3 separate regions of the Sus scrofa genome follow, and all the other regions are linked to region 3. Evidence: chromatin contacts called from public Hi-C and HiChIP or PLAC-seq data. All regions are on one chromosome and are shown on one strand. Each heading gives the region's core, a stretch centred on a gene start, on an enhancer-like site or on the middle of the called end of the contact. The rest is flanking DNA. Distances are from core to core; before and after follow the strand shown. Region 1 overlaps SNX9 (sorting nexin-9). Region 2 holds the start of LOC110259393. Region 3 holds the start of SNX9 (sorting nexin-9).

Evidence for each region. A called contact is a pair of places that touch in the nucleus more often than the background predicts. HiChIP or PLAC-seq counts read pairs in DNA pulled down with a chosen protein or histone mark.
Region 1: a contact with region 3 is called in an H3K27ac HiChIP or PLAC-seq map of alveolar macrophages, with 4 times the contacts expected there. The contact joins the enhancer-like site here to the promoter of SNX9 in region 3. A contact is called at or near these places in 1 of 5 promoter capture datasets (liver), 18 of 47 Hi-C or Micro-C datasets (alveolar macrophages, brain, embryonic fibroblasts and 10 more) and 2 of 2 datasets of contacts at active chromatin or transcription factors (alveolar macrophages and skeletal muscle).
Region 2: a Hi-C map of liver shows a contact between it and region 3, with 2.1 times the contacts expected there. The contact joins the promoter of LOC110259393 here to the promoter of SNX9 in region 3. A contact is called at or near these places in 1 of 5 promoter capture datasets (liver), 16 of 47 Hi-C or Micro-C datasets (alveolar macrophages, blood, brain and 8 more) and 2 of 2 datasets of contacts at active chromatin or transcription factors (alveolar macrophages and skeletal muscle).

Annotation. Positions count from the first base shown.
Region 1 is chr1:9,192,929-9,197,159 of Sscrofa11.1, forward strand. SNX9 (sorting nexin-9) reads right to left here. Exons shown (of 18, transcript XM_003353171.4): 2 at 2,411-2,497. It also overlaps the pseudogene LOC102162833. Among named protein-coding and RNA genes, the nearest start is that of SNX9, 44 kb to the right of the region's middle. Within about 2 kb of position 2,638, at least 8 of the 83 cell types and tissues checked have an H3K27ac peak or open chromatin away from gene starts, as enhancers often do. A contact at or near this core is called in alveolar macrophages and retroperitoneal adipose tissue, where this site is marked.
Region 2 is chr1:9,280,225-9,284,662 of Sscrofa11.1, forward strand. It overlaps LOC110259393, which reads left to right and starts at 2,780. Exons shown (of 4, transcript XM_021084397.1): 1 at 2,780-2,854; 2 at 3,089-3,185; 3 at 3,632-4,062. The coding sequence starts at 2,780.
Region 3 is chr1:9,237,635-9,242,076 of Sscrofa11.1, forward strand. It overlaps SNX9 (sorting nexin-9), which reads right to left and starts at 1,389. Exons shown (of 18, transcript XM_003353171.4): 1 at 1,106-1,389. The coding sequence starts at 1,117.

The sequences.
Region 1 (4,231 bases), core at 1,388-3,887, 43 kb before region 3:
ATGGCATGATTTTATAATTCTTTTCTATTTGCTGGTCTGTGGTAGATTAAAAAATGGTTTGCAGCTCCGACTGTCAAGAGGTAAAAAGCACACCCCCCTTTCTAGAGTCTGCACTGACCTTTGGCCAACAGAACGCGGTAGAGGAGTTCTCGTTGTGGCTCAGTGGTAATGAACCCGACTAGAATCTATGAGGACGTGGGTCCAATCCCCGGCCTCACTCTGTGGGTTAACAACCGATCCGGCATTGCCATGAGCTGTGGTGCAGGTTGAGAATGTGGCTTGGATCCTGCATTGCTGTGGCTGTGGTGTAGGCCGGCAGCTGTAGCTCTGATTTGACCCCTGGCGTGGGAACCTCCATATGCCACAGGTATTGCCCTAAAGAAAAAAGGGGGAAAAAAAAAAAGAAGGAGGTAGAGGTAACATGGGGTGAGTTCAGGGCCTTTCCTCAAGAGGCTTTTTGGTACACTTCTCCTTGCTCTTTTTTCCAAAAGAGCTGCTATGAGGATAAATTTGGACAAGGCCTAATCTCTCCACTGCCCCTTCCAAGGCAGCCCACAGCCAGCAGGAGAACCGCCAACACGAGGCCACACTGGAGGGCCCTGCCCCAGCCTCACACTGGTGACGGGCCCATCAGGAGAGCCATCTGGCTGACCTGAGATTCCCAAAGCAATGACAATCAAGTATTTGTTCAAGCTACTAAGCTTTGGGATTGCCTGGTATTGAGGAAAAACAACTGGTCCATGCTTTTGTAGCTCTTCCGGGTAAGTCATAGCAATAAACTAAAGAACCAAATACTCCATACCAAGATTCCTGTTTTTCAGTATAACCTTAGCAAAGTCCTACTTCTCCCCTTAAAATAGTAAGCATTGTCTTAAATTCATAAACCGTACCCTAGTCAATAACTACCCAAATCTAGATGACAGTCTTTCTAAAAGTCCCTTAAGCCACAACCTTGTCAATTTTTGACCACAACAGCAACTTAAAAAATGCTTTATCAAGAAATGAAGAATACTTCATTTAAAACAAAATTCAATGGGAGATAAAAGAATCTTTAATCTCGTCTGTGATTAAAAATAGAAGCTATTTACTTATATAATCTGGTATATTATCTGGTATATTACCTAAAACTACCAATATATTTTCTAACTAGTAATTCTTTAAAAAAACAATAGGTATAAAAAAATACTATCACGACTGAGAAATGGCCGTCTTCTCGGTCACTCCCCGCTCTCCTTCCCCGGCTCTGTGCCGTCCTCGGCCCCAGCCGGTGGGGCAGGTGCAGCCCCTCCTCCCTCCTCGGAGGCTCCTGGCACCTTTCTTCACATGCTTCCTCCCGAATGCGTCCAGAGGGCCGGCCTGTCTCCAGTCCTCATTTCTAGCTCTGCCTTTCTATTTCTAACCTCATGCAAAGCTCTAGGGTAGGGGTGACTACTTACTAGTCTCTAAATTCAACACTGAAAAAAATAAGCTCATTTAATCTTTCCGAAGAAGCGCTTCTTCCTGACTTTCATGCTTTAATAAATCCATCGTTTCCTCAGGTACAAAGGCCAGAAACCTCAGGGATCCTTTCTCACCAAGAGTATCGAACTGGGCACCGAGTCCCCCGTCTTCCCCTGGCTGCCCCATCCAACTCTGTACGGCCTCCTGCGTCTCTCTTCTTTCTACTCCCGTTGCCACCACCCAGTCAAGATCCTAGACTCCAGCCGCACCAACCCATTCACTTCCTTGAAGTGCAGGTTTCATCACGTCACCTCCCTACATTATCAACAATGACACCACGCAGTGAATCCACTACCTCCCAGATGAAACCCAAGTCTAGAGCTGTCGCCTGGCCCATGGGGCCTGCTTGTCTGCCTCTCAGAGCCTGTTTTCTTAGCCCGTCTCCTACTGTGTATATATACCACACTCCAGGGACACTTGTTTACAAGAGCGTCCCCAGCAAAGAAGAAAAAGCAGGGCTTAAAGGCCAAGAGATGTGGTTTCCAATCCCTGTTTTGCCACTTATGAGCGCCACCCTCATCAGTAAAAAGAGATGAAAAGCACCAACCTCACAGCGTTCAAGAAGAGACAGAGATCAAAGAGCATATGTGTGCACTGTACTGGGCCAAACACCGACCCCAGGCCGTCAGAAAACGGAGCTGAGGCTGCTGATCACTTTCCAACCTCTACGCCCGCGTCCGGCTGGGATCTACCGGGGCTGCGGCTCCAGTTCTGCCTCATGGAACCCCAGCCAGCTATTTTTAAGGAGGTCTTAATTGTTCTCAATGTTTATATAACAGATGATTATCCCACCATCAACAATGCAGACACAACAGGAAAAAAATTCGTGTGGGTTTGAACGATTAACCCCAAAAACAAAATCTTAAAAAGAAGTCCTTAAGGGCCAGATTTACAGGTAACGTTTTCTTACTGGATTTGTAATTGTGATGATCTCTCCTTCACTGACTGTCAGTTCATTATTTCCAGGCTCAGCAGCAAAATCGTACATGACCCGAGCCTATTGGGAATAGAGAGGGAAAAAAAAGGAAGTTGTAAGTGTAAAGTTAACAGTATGAAAACCACCACCGCCATTCACTCTGCAACGTGCCGGTGTGAACGACACTCATGACAGGGCCTGTGGTTGTTTTGGAACAAAGGAAGACATGTCACCAAAATGATTCATGAGCCCTCCTGGGGCTCTCGGGAAGGCGTGCGTGCGCGGCTGCCCACACTGCACGCGGGGATCGGCCCCCAGGGTGTTCAAAATACACCCATGTCACCGAGAGGGGAAAGCCGGCCTTCCCTGCAGCGGGGCGAAGTGGTGATTCCGTTGTCCACCCTGGAAACCCTCACTCGGGGCGGAGGGCCCTCCCTACAGACACTCGGACGTGCGCACACCTAAGATGCAGAGTCCTGAGATTAACCCCTTGCTACTGAACGCACTCCTCCTCCTCTTTTTTTTTTGCTTTGCTTTTTATGGCCTCATCTGCGGCATATGGACGTTCCCACGCTAGGGGTAGAATTATGGCTGTGGCCTCTGGCCTACACCACAGCCACAGCAACACCAGGTCCAAGCCGCATCCGCGACCTACACCACAGCTCACGGCAACGGCAACACCGGATCCTCAACCCACGGAGCGAAGCCAGGGATCGAACCTGAGTCCTCATGGATGTTAGATTCATTTCCACTGAGCCACAACGGGAACACCTTGTGGCCTACCTTATAGAAGGAAGTCCTTCTTAAAAATTGGAGATCACAGCTGCCTAGGAAACATACAGTTTGTCATAATAATAAATAAATAATGAAAGCAGCGGTTTGTCCTAGGAGGCAAAGTGAAGTCTGCCTACAGGGCTAGTCACACGGGACTAAAGGAAGTGCATCATTTAACAAGTATTTGCCTCACTCCTGCCATATGGTCAGAAGCGTGCGAGGCCCCTGTGCTGGCCGGTGCCCTTTCTCCACACCTGCTTCATGATGCCTGGAGTCCTTGTGACAAGGATCAAGGATTCATAGCCAGCGACGGAACATTAGGGGGGAAAATACCATTTACTTTGAAATACATCCAAAGTAATAAGATGAACTAAAGATAAAGAAGTAAAACCTTATGTATAGACTCTAGATGGCGGGTTTATGGTGTTCAATGGGAAATGATTTCACCTTTTCCTCGTTTGAAAATTTTCCTAACAAAATGTTGGAAACAAATAAATGGCAGTGGAGTTCCCTTCGTGGCTCGGCAGTCAATGAACCCGACGAGTATCCATGAGGACGTGGGTTCAAAGCCCAGCCTTGCTCAGTGGGTTAAGGATCCAGTGTTGCCGTGAGCTCTGGCGTAGTTTGCAGATGTGGCTTGGATCTGGCATTGCTGTGGCTGTGGTGTAGGCCGGCAGCTGTAGCTCTGACTGGACCCCTAGCCTGGGAACCTCCATATGCCGAGGGTGTGGCCCTAAAAATCAAAGCCAAAGAAAAAAAAAAAAAGAAAAAAACGGCAGAGTGCATTCTATCTGTCAAGAAACAGCATCGGCTCCTTTACACTGGGAGGCTGGGAAGGGGACTGAGCGCCAGACTGCAGGCAGGGTGAGAATCCTGGAAGCAGTACAGGTCTCCTTAGGCCACACCACAAAGGACAAGGAAACCATGCCGAGGAATTTTTCTCACACAGCCGCAGGAGTGTACAGCATTCTCCTTGTCACAATGAGGACTAATTTTTTCTAAGACATGTCACACTAACCTCAACCCTTCATGCAAGGAGGG
Region 2 (4,438 bases), core at 1,530-4,029, 44 kb after region 3:
TATACCTCAATTTTAAAAGTAAATAAAAAATAAAGTAAGTGAATATATGACACCTAAAGAAACTCAGAATGGTGCTCTATCACTCAGGTATTTTTAAATAGTTTATTTTCTCATTTAATAGTGAAAGTAGTCGTTATTATTTGACCCAGGGCTTACTAACATGCATAGCGATTCTGTTTGTAGATAGTTCCTGGAATAATTAGCTTTGGTAAAGGACTTTTTCTTGAAGTTCAAGTATAGGGATAGTCACACATTTTCTTTTAAACCCTTACAATAATCATTTTCTTTCAAGTGCAAATTTTGTGGAGGATGAGATGCTTAACCAAACAAAATAATAAATCACTCACTCAAAAAAGTCTTTTCTGCCAAACAGCATACCCACCCACCTAACTTTGGAGGGAATGACAGGATCCTTTAGCTTGAATTACTAAAAAGCTCAATGAAACTGGGCTGAGGGAAACTCCTGTTTCATTCAAGCAACAAACCTGGAGCCCCTGTTATTAGATGCCCTCGGTCCCCTGACTGCCACCAAGGCTCGTTCACAGTGAGTCTTCGGTCTGCTCCTCACTCTGGTGAACTTGAACTACAGACCTTCCCTGATGTGCTCCGAGACACAAACTGCCCGGAGCGGGGCTCGCCAAGCCTTCTGGACACGCACGTCCTACCTGACGGGATAAATCGACAATCGCAAGGCCTTGCATGAGTCTGAGTCCCACCAGCTAAGCAAAGACTCTGCACAACCCAGTAGTAGGCATTTAGCCATCCGCAGGGCCGGTGATGGCATTTACAGGCCTGGTGCAGGACGAAAAGGCAGGGCCCCTTATTCAAAAATGATTCAGGGAATTCCCGCTGTGGCTCAGTGGTTAACGAATCCGACTAGGAACCATGAGGTTGCAGGTTCGATCCCTGGCCTTGCTCAGTGGGTTAGGATCCGGCGTTGCCATGAGCTGGGGTGTAGGTCACAGACGCGGCTTGGATCTGGTGAGGCTGTGGCCATGGTGTAGGCTGGCGGCTACAGCTCCGATTAGACCCCTAGCCTGGGAACCTCCATATGCTGCGGGAGCGGCCCTAGAAAAGACAAAAGACCAAAAAAAAAAAAAAAAAAAAATTCAGGATTTCAAAACAGAGACAGTAGAGCCTTTAACCAAGAACTGGGCCCTTCTGAGCACGGGCTTGTGCCTCTGCACGGGCCACTGGCCCACGAAGCCTCCCTACCCTGCAGGCTGTCCTTCCAGCTTCCAGACCCCTCCTTCTGCAACTGGCCATCTGGCCGCCTCACTGCCATGTTAATCAGTCACCCAGGTCTATTGATTCTGTTGCCTGGAACACACCCCCATTTTTTCCTCCCCCTTCTCCGATGTCCCTCTTTCAAGTTCCTCCCTTCCACAGCCAGCTCTCTGCAACACCTCCTGCTCACAGCGGCAGTCCCGTCCCACCCCCACGGACCAGCCTTGGCCAGCTTCTTGTTGCCGTTGATGGAAGCCCCCAAACCCAGAGCAGGGACCTCCAGACTTCACCCTTTCCGGGCCCCGTCCTCCCCCAGCATCTGTGGCTCTGGCCTCACTCTCCCTGGCCCTGGGTGTTTTAGTCACCTGATCCTGTCCCACGCTGCCCCTCAAAGAGGATGCCCCCACCTCTGAGCCTTCCCACAGGCTGCCCTTAGGCCTGCATCATTCTTCCTCTCTCTTTCCGCCCGGCTCACTCGCAGGCAGCCATCAAGTCTTGGCTTAAGTCTAACGTCCTCGGGAAGCTGTCTCTGCCTCTCAGACAAGGCTAGACTCCTGGCTTCCCGCTCACCCAGCGCTCTGTCAGTTGGCATAAACTCATGACACGTGCCCAGCATATTTCCGTCCATGAAGGTGGGGCCCTGCCTTGTTCCCGGGGTACCTGCAGCATCATAGAAACTTTACAAGTATTTGTTGGTGGATAGGTTGATCAATTCAAGGCTCCACGAAGAGAACCAGCTACTCTCATTTAGTGATGAGCGAAATGGGCTTGCAGTTGCCTCTACTCTGTAAAAGGCAGCAGAGTGGAGAACGTTCTGAACAGCTCGTGGCTCTGCTGAATGACAGGGGGACCCATCTGAACAAGTGCTGCTCCCTGAAGATGTCCACCGCTTGTGTTGCTATTCGGAGTGACTTTTTTTTTTTTTGCTTTTTAGGGCTGCAAGTGCGGCATATGGAAGCTCCCAGGCTAGGGGTCAAATTGAAGCTGCAGCAGCCTGCCTATACCACGGCCACAGCAACATGGGATCTGAGCTGTGTCTGTGACCTACACCACAGCTCACCCCAACGCCGGATCCTTAACCCACTGAATGGGGCCAGGGATCGAACCCACATCCTATGGATCCTAGTCGGCTTTGTCACCCACTGAGCCACAAGGAGAACTCCCTATCCAGTGTGTTTTAAAAGGTCCTACTTTGGGATTATGTGTGATTGTTTTGTATTCTTCCTCTATGCTTCCAGTTTGTGAGAATACACGTGTGTTCCTTTGCTGGTTAGGACGAACCACTTCTCTCCAGCAAATTTTGCTGGAAAAAAAGGTACCAGGCAAGAGGCATTTCCTTTAGAGGTTCATTTTCTTTGCAAATCTATTTCCTCCGGCTGGAAAGCGGAACCATCTTTCCTCCTCTGCCCCACACACCAGAGGAAAGTGTGTGACGAGGAAGTGAAGTCTAGTGCCGCTGCTGCCAGCGAAGATGCTGTTGACATATTTATATAACAGCCAGAAAGCAAACCCAGCCCTAAGGCGAGGCCATGCATGCTGCTGGTCACCGGGGATGGTGTTTACTGCTTCTGAGGTCCTGGGCTCTGCGAAAATTGAGGGCAATTCCCTCTACGCCGAGGTCAAGGCTGTACAAGCAATGGCTGATAGCCTCACTGGTTATCTGGCCTCAGACACTTTTCCCTTCTGTTATATTTGCCTTCTGTTCTATAGATAAGGAACGAAAAGGACACAATTTAAGAAAAGTCTGTGGACTAGGTGAGGCAGGGATCGGAGGGTCTAGCAAGGCTCAAGGGTAGATGCACACGAGGCAGGGCACAGCAGCACCGGACGGGGTGACCAACTGTCCTGGTTTGGACACCAGGACACCGGGACTAAGGAGCTGTGTGGGAACGTCCACCCGAGACGGTCCTGGACAAAGCAGGTGGAGTCGCTCACCCCCACCTACCCCCTGATGGCCCGTGAGACACCAGCAGATGGGGTTCCAGCAAGGCCCCTCCTAGACCTGGGCCCTTGTGGCCTCCAGGGTGACGCCATGTGGTGCAGTGTCTCTCCCCAAACTCCACCCCAGGACCTCATGGCACTGCCATTTGCCAGGGCAGTTTTGAGAATCCACTCTGGCCTCAAGCTGGGAACCCGGCCCACCATTTTTATCTTTAGCATGTTTCTTTGTTTGTCATTTTCTAGAATGAAACCCCTGTAACTTTGTCTTAGAATGATTTGTGATTACAGAGAACACAGGATCTTGCTCTGAACTGAGATGTTTGATACCATTTGAACTGTCAAAACTGCTCCCTTTAAGTTGCACTGAATGCAAATTTCAGTTCCTAAAAAATCCAAAGAATGTAACACAAGTTAAGGGAAGGAGGCTTGATTTCTCTCTTTTCCTAAAATGATGACCCGGTAGGAAAATTGCTGAGAAACACACTGGGTTTTCATGCTAACGCAGAGGCACATGGCCCAGCTGTTACAACGACTCTTTCTGTGGCGCTGGGCGAGGACAGGAGAGTCGGGGCAAGTCCCAGGAGGCGCCGACAGAAAAGCAACTTGTGCGCAGCTCCACCTCACACACGGTACCTGCGATGTTTCCAGGATCCCATGGAGCAAAAACGCCCTCATCCTGCCTCTGCAGAGAAAAACCTCAGAGTCACGTGGCTGGAGGACAGGCCTCCAGGCCCGGCTGTGCGCAGAGCCTGCAGCGTGTGCACCGCTGCCAGGCTGAGGCTCTTCCTTGAGAGGGACAAAGGCTATTCTCTTCCTGTCTTCTCGCTCGCATGCGACATCCACCAGGAAGAGCTGGGAGGTCACGTTGCCAGAGAGCCGAACACCTGCAGCTGGGTAAGAGAGCTGCCAGGGGCCCGTTTTCATTTTTTAAAGATAGATTCTCTAAGTCCGTCTTTTCGTTACTTTCAGACTGGAATTTTTCACTTTTTATTTTTTTGCCCCGTGCTACACAGTAGGTCCCTGTTTTCCATCTACGTCACTCAGAGCAGCGTGAACTCCCAATTTATTGCCTTTCCCCCACCCGCTGTCTCCTCTGGCTACTATAAGTTTGTTTTTCTGTCTGTGAGTCCATTTCTGTTTCATTAATAAGTTCATTTATATCGTTTTTTTTTTTAGATTCCACATAAAATGATGCCATATGATATCTGTCTTTCTCTTACTTAGTATGATAATCTCTAGACTCAGTCATGTCACTACAAATGGCATTATT
Region 3 (4,442 bases), core at 139-2,638:
CCACCAACCCAGGAGTAGCTTCCAGGTTTCAAACATAAATATGGAAGGGGGTGCTGATGTTTTAAAAGGGAACATTACAAAAACTATTTGCAAAAAGCAATCAGATAAAAAAGTCAACTCAAACCACATCACTGGCTCCAGACGGAGGGGACTCCCTACCTCTAGTCCTCATTCCGTGATCGTGGCTTTTTTTTTTTTTTTTTTTTAATTACGAGCCTGCATCAAACTCTAAAGAAAACGCCCCAGCCCAGGGAGCGGGGGAGGGTGGCTCCTGCAGACTCAGGTGACAAAAGGTGACCGCTAATCCCACCGACAATACCGTGAAATAAGCAGACCAGTCCTCCTGGCCAATTACCAAGCGCGAGTCAAAGTTCCACCACGTAATTCGGGCCTGGACCTTTATTCAAGCAAATACGTAACTGAAAGCAGAGTCATTTCCCTCTTTGTATTTTATTCATGCTGGAAATAACATTCAAACTGAAAAGGTAGCAAGACAAAAGGAAAACAAAAAACAAGAAAACCGAAGGCAGTGGAAGCGCGGGGCGTTCAAGTGGCGTTTTCCGTCCTCGGGAGCCTCCGGTCACCGGCCCGAACTCAAAATCCCCAGCGCGCTCGGGCCGGGGTCTCCGGGGGAATCGGCCCCCCGCCAGCGGCCCGCGACGCTGGGGTTCCCGCTCCGGCGGGCGGCGGGCGGCGGGGGCGACGCTCTCCGGCGGCGGCCGGACGCGCGGGGCGGCGGGGAGTGGACGCCGCTCTGGACGGAGTCGGGCCCCCGGGGGTCGGGCGGCGCTGGCGAGCCGGCGCGGGGGCTGCGGGAACTTCGCCTCCCTCCCGCCCGCCGCGGCCCCCGCTCAGGAGCAAACTTTGCAGACAGCGCGGCTCGCGTCCGGGGGACCCTCCCGCGCGTCCAGCCGACCCGGAGCGCCCCAGCCCCGGCCGCCCGTCCGTCCCGCGCCACTCAGGCCCCTCAGGGACTGTTGGCTGGGCCCCGGCGCGCCCCCTCGGCCTCCCCGGCGGCCGCCGCCGCCCGCGCCCCCCGCGCCGACCCTGCCCGCGCCGCGGCGGGGCCGAGCGGCCGGCCGGGCCTGTGCCGCGCGCCCCTCACCTTGGTGGCCATGGCGGGCGGCTCCCCCGACCCGGGACGGCCGGCTCCTCTCCCGCGTCGCGGCTGGCGGCCCGAGGCGGCCCGGCGAGAGCGAAGGCGACGGCGGCTACGGCTGGGCCCCGGCGCGGCGGCGGCGGCGGCGGCGGCTCCGCCTCGGCCCCGAGTCTCGGCGCAGGGCGACTCCTGCCGCCGCCCGTTCCTCCAGTTCCTGAAACTCCCCGGCTGCGCGGCCCCCGCCCCCGCCGGCCGAGCCTCCCATTTACCGCGGCGTGCGCGGCGCGGCCGGCGGAAGCGCGCCCGGTGCCCTCGGCCGGCCCGGCCTCCTCGCCCGCTTTCCGCCCCCGCCCGGAGCCTCCGCCCCGGGCCCCGCCGCCGCCGCCGCAGGGCGCCCTTTGTTCCAGTGCTCGGGGCCGCGTCCCGAGTGGCGGCCGGGGCCCGGGGTCACCGCCCGTGGGGACCGAAGAGGGGAGTGGGGACACGCTCGGGGGCAGCGCCTGCCGGGGGAGCCGAGTCCCAACCGCCCCCCCCGCCCCCCGGCGGCCACCGCGGCTGAACTTTCTGGGCGAGATGCACCGGGTGCGGCCGGTGCTCTGCGTCCCCCGGCGGGGCACGAGTCCCCCGCGGGCTCTTTGTCCCCCGTCGGGACTGCGGCGGGCCCGTCGTGCTCCGGGCAGAGTGCAGTGAGTGTGCAGTAAACAGCCAGCACGGCGCCGAGCAATGGCTTCCCGGCCCTTCAAGGAGGATCTGCCTCCAGCCTGGAGTTTACCGCGGGCTGTAATCTCGGCTGGAGCTTCTGGGCCCCGACGCTTGAGAATTTCGTTCCGAGGCATCCCCTTAACCTCCTTCTGGCCTCTTGATAAATGTAGAAGCTTCTCAGGGCCTCAGAGGTTTGGGGGAGACCCCACAGGTTTCCTGAAAGGGAAAAAATGGGAGTCTAAGAATTTCCATTTTCCTGTCAAAAGCTTTTTCTTCAGGGTTGGATGCAGGGCTGCATTAACGAATGAATGACTTAGGCAGCAGGATTTTCCCTCTAGTGTAAAAGAGAGGACTGGAAAACATACCTTGATGGAGAGAGTAGCGTTGTCCTTCTTGATTTTTATCAGGAATATATATATCCTGGTCCTTCAGAGAACCAGGAATGCCTAAGAAATCCTCATCTGCGGGGTTGAAGCTCAATTTAGGCTGGGAAAGTGATATTTAGAGTCAGAGTCAAATTGTGTCCTCTCAAAAATATTCTGTTTGACTTCCAGAGATTTCACTGGTTACATTCAACGGAAGGGTTTAAAACGGATATGGTACTACAGCTTTCTGTGAATTTTTGTGTTTGCTGAGCTCATGGCTATAGCCATACTCATAATATTCATAAATAGTTGACTTTCTAGGTGAAAGTAAAGTTACAAACCAGCATTCACTGACAGCCTGCTTGCTATGCGGTAGACTTTTATATGCCTTAATCTCACTTAATCCTTATAAGAAAACTTGGAGAAAGTGGTTATTGGCCGCTATTTGCAGACACGAAGAAATCAAGTCTCACTTAAATAACTTGGTTGATTTGGTAATGCCTACCAAAATTAGAAATGACCATAGCCTTGGACCTAGCAGCTCTACTTCTAGGAATTTATCCTATCAGACTTGTTCCAGTGAGCAAAAATGTTCAGTAAAGCATTGTTCTGTAATAACCCCCAGAGAAGATAATAACCTCTATATTTGTTAATATGTCTGCTGCAATAAATAGAGTATATCCATACAAATGAAATACTAGGAATAGGAAGCCCATAAGAAATGCTAGTATTTTAAAAGCTGTTAATAAAGGTAAAAAGAACTTTATGTATAGTACAATTCATTTGTGTAAAAAATATGAATCTATATTTTATATGCCTAGGAAATTACTGAAAAGATTCGCCAGAGGCTATTGTCAGGATTTTTAAATATGTATGTGTATTACTTTATTTCATTTTTAAAATTTATTATGTTTTAAAATGTTTTGGCTGCACCTGTGGCGTATAGAAGTTCCTGGGCCAAGGATTCAGTCCGAGCCACAGTGTCTACTTATGCCACAGCTGTTGCAACACTGGATCCTTAAACCCACTGTGCTGGGCTGGGATCAAACCCAAGCATCCAAAGTAACCCAAGCTGCTGCAGTCAGGTTCATAACCCACTGTGCCATGGCAGGAACTCCTGTATTACTTTATTTTAAAAACAAGTTGACATTTATTTTAAAAACAAGCAACTAAATAAATATCCTAAGAGCACACACTAGCAGTGCAGAAGCCAGGATATGAACTTGGGTAATACTGTGAGTAATGAGTTTTACCTATTCTTTTAAATTTGAAAGCTGGGTATAGCTCCTTGCAACAGTCCAGCAATGCATGTTTCGAGAGGAAGGTACAAGGTCAGGGTTACTCCTATGACACGCCTTTCTGCGGGCTTATTTGGCAAGTTCTAGGCAACCAATCATCCTAGGTACCCAGCACCAAGAAAGCAAGAAGACCAGAGTCCAAGCTTTTCCCATTCGAATAGCTTCTGTAACCCTGGTTTCATTTTTAGAAGTAACCTACTTGACTCCAAACTCAGGATGACCAATGCAAATTAATGTAAATATTTCAATAAAAGTGAAATCACTGCCTATGCTATTGAGGTGGTAAAAGCACCATGGGCACTGTTTTTTGGAGCCGGGAAGAGTAGTCACTGACATACTCCTTAAGTGAACCTCTCTGGCTCCTATTCCCAGGGCTGTGCTCCGACCACACTGGCCTCTCACTTCCTCCTGACTCCTGAGCATCATGCTCCATCCAGGGACCAGGACTAGCTTTGGGGCATGTGAACTGTGTAGTCTCGAAGGGCCCTGTCCTTGCTTTAATGCTCTGCTCTCACCATCTTTAAATTCTGAATCAGGAGTTCCCGTCATGGCGCAGCGGAAACGAATCTGACTAGGAACCATGAGGTTGTGGGTTCAATCCCTGGCCTCACTCAGTGGGTTGGGGATCCGGCGTTGCCGTGAGCTGTGGTGTAGGTTGCAGACTCGGCTTGGATCTGGCATTGCTGTGGCTGTGGCGTAGGCTGGCGGCTACAGCTCTGATTTGACCCCTAGCCTGGGAACCCTCCATATGCCGCAGGTGTGGCCCTGAAAAGACAAGACAAAAAAAAAGAAAAAATCCGAATCATTTGAACAAGGAGCTTCATGTTTTATTTTGCACTGGGACGCTCCCATGGTGTTGCTGATGTTTCTTTAGATGAAACACCTGCCACCCATCAGCCATCCACTCGGCCTCCATCACACCCACACACCAGCTAACATCCCACTCATCCTTCAGAGCTCCTCCAAACTGTCACAGCA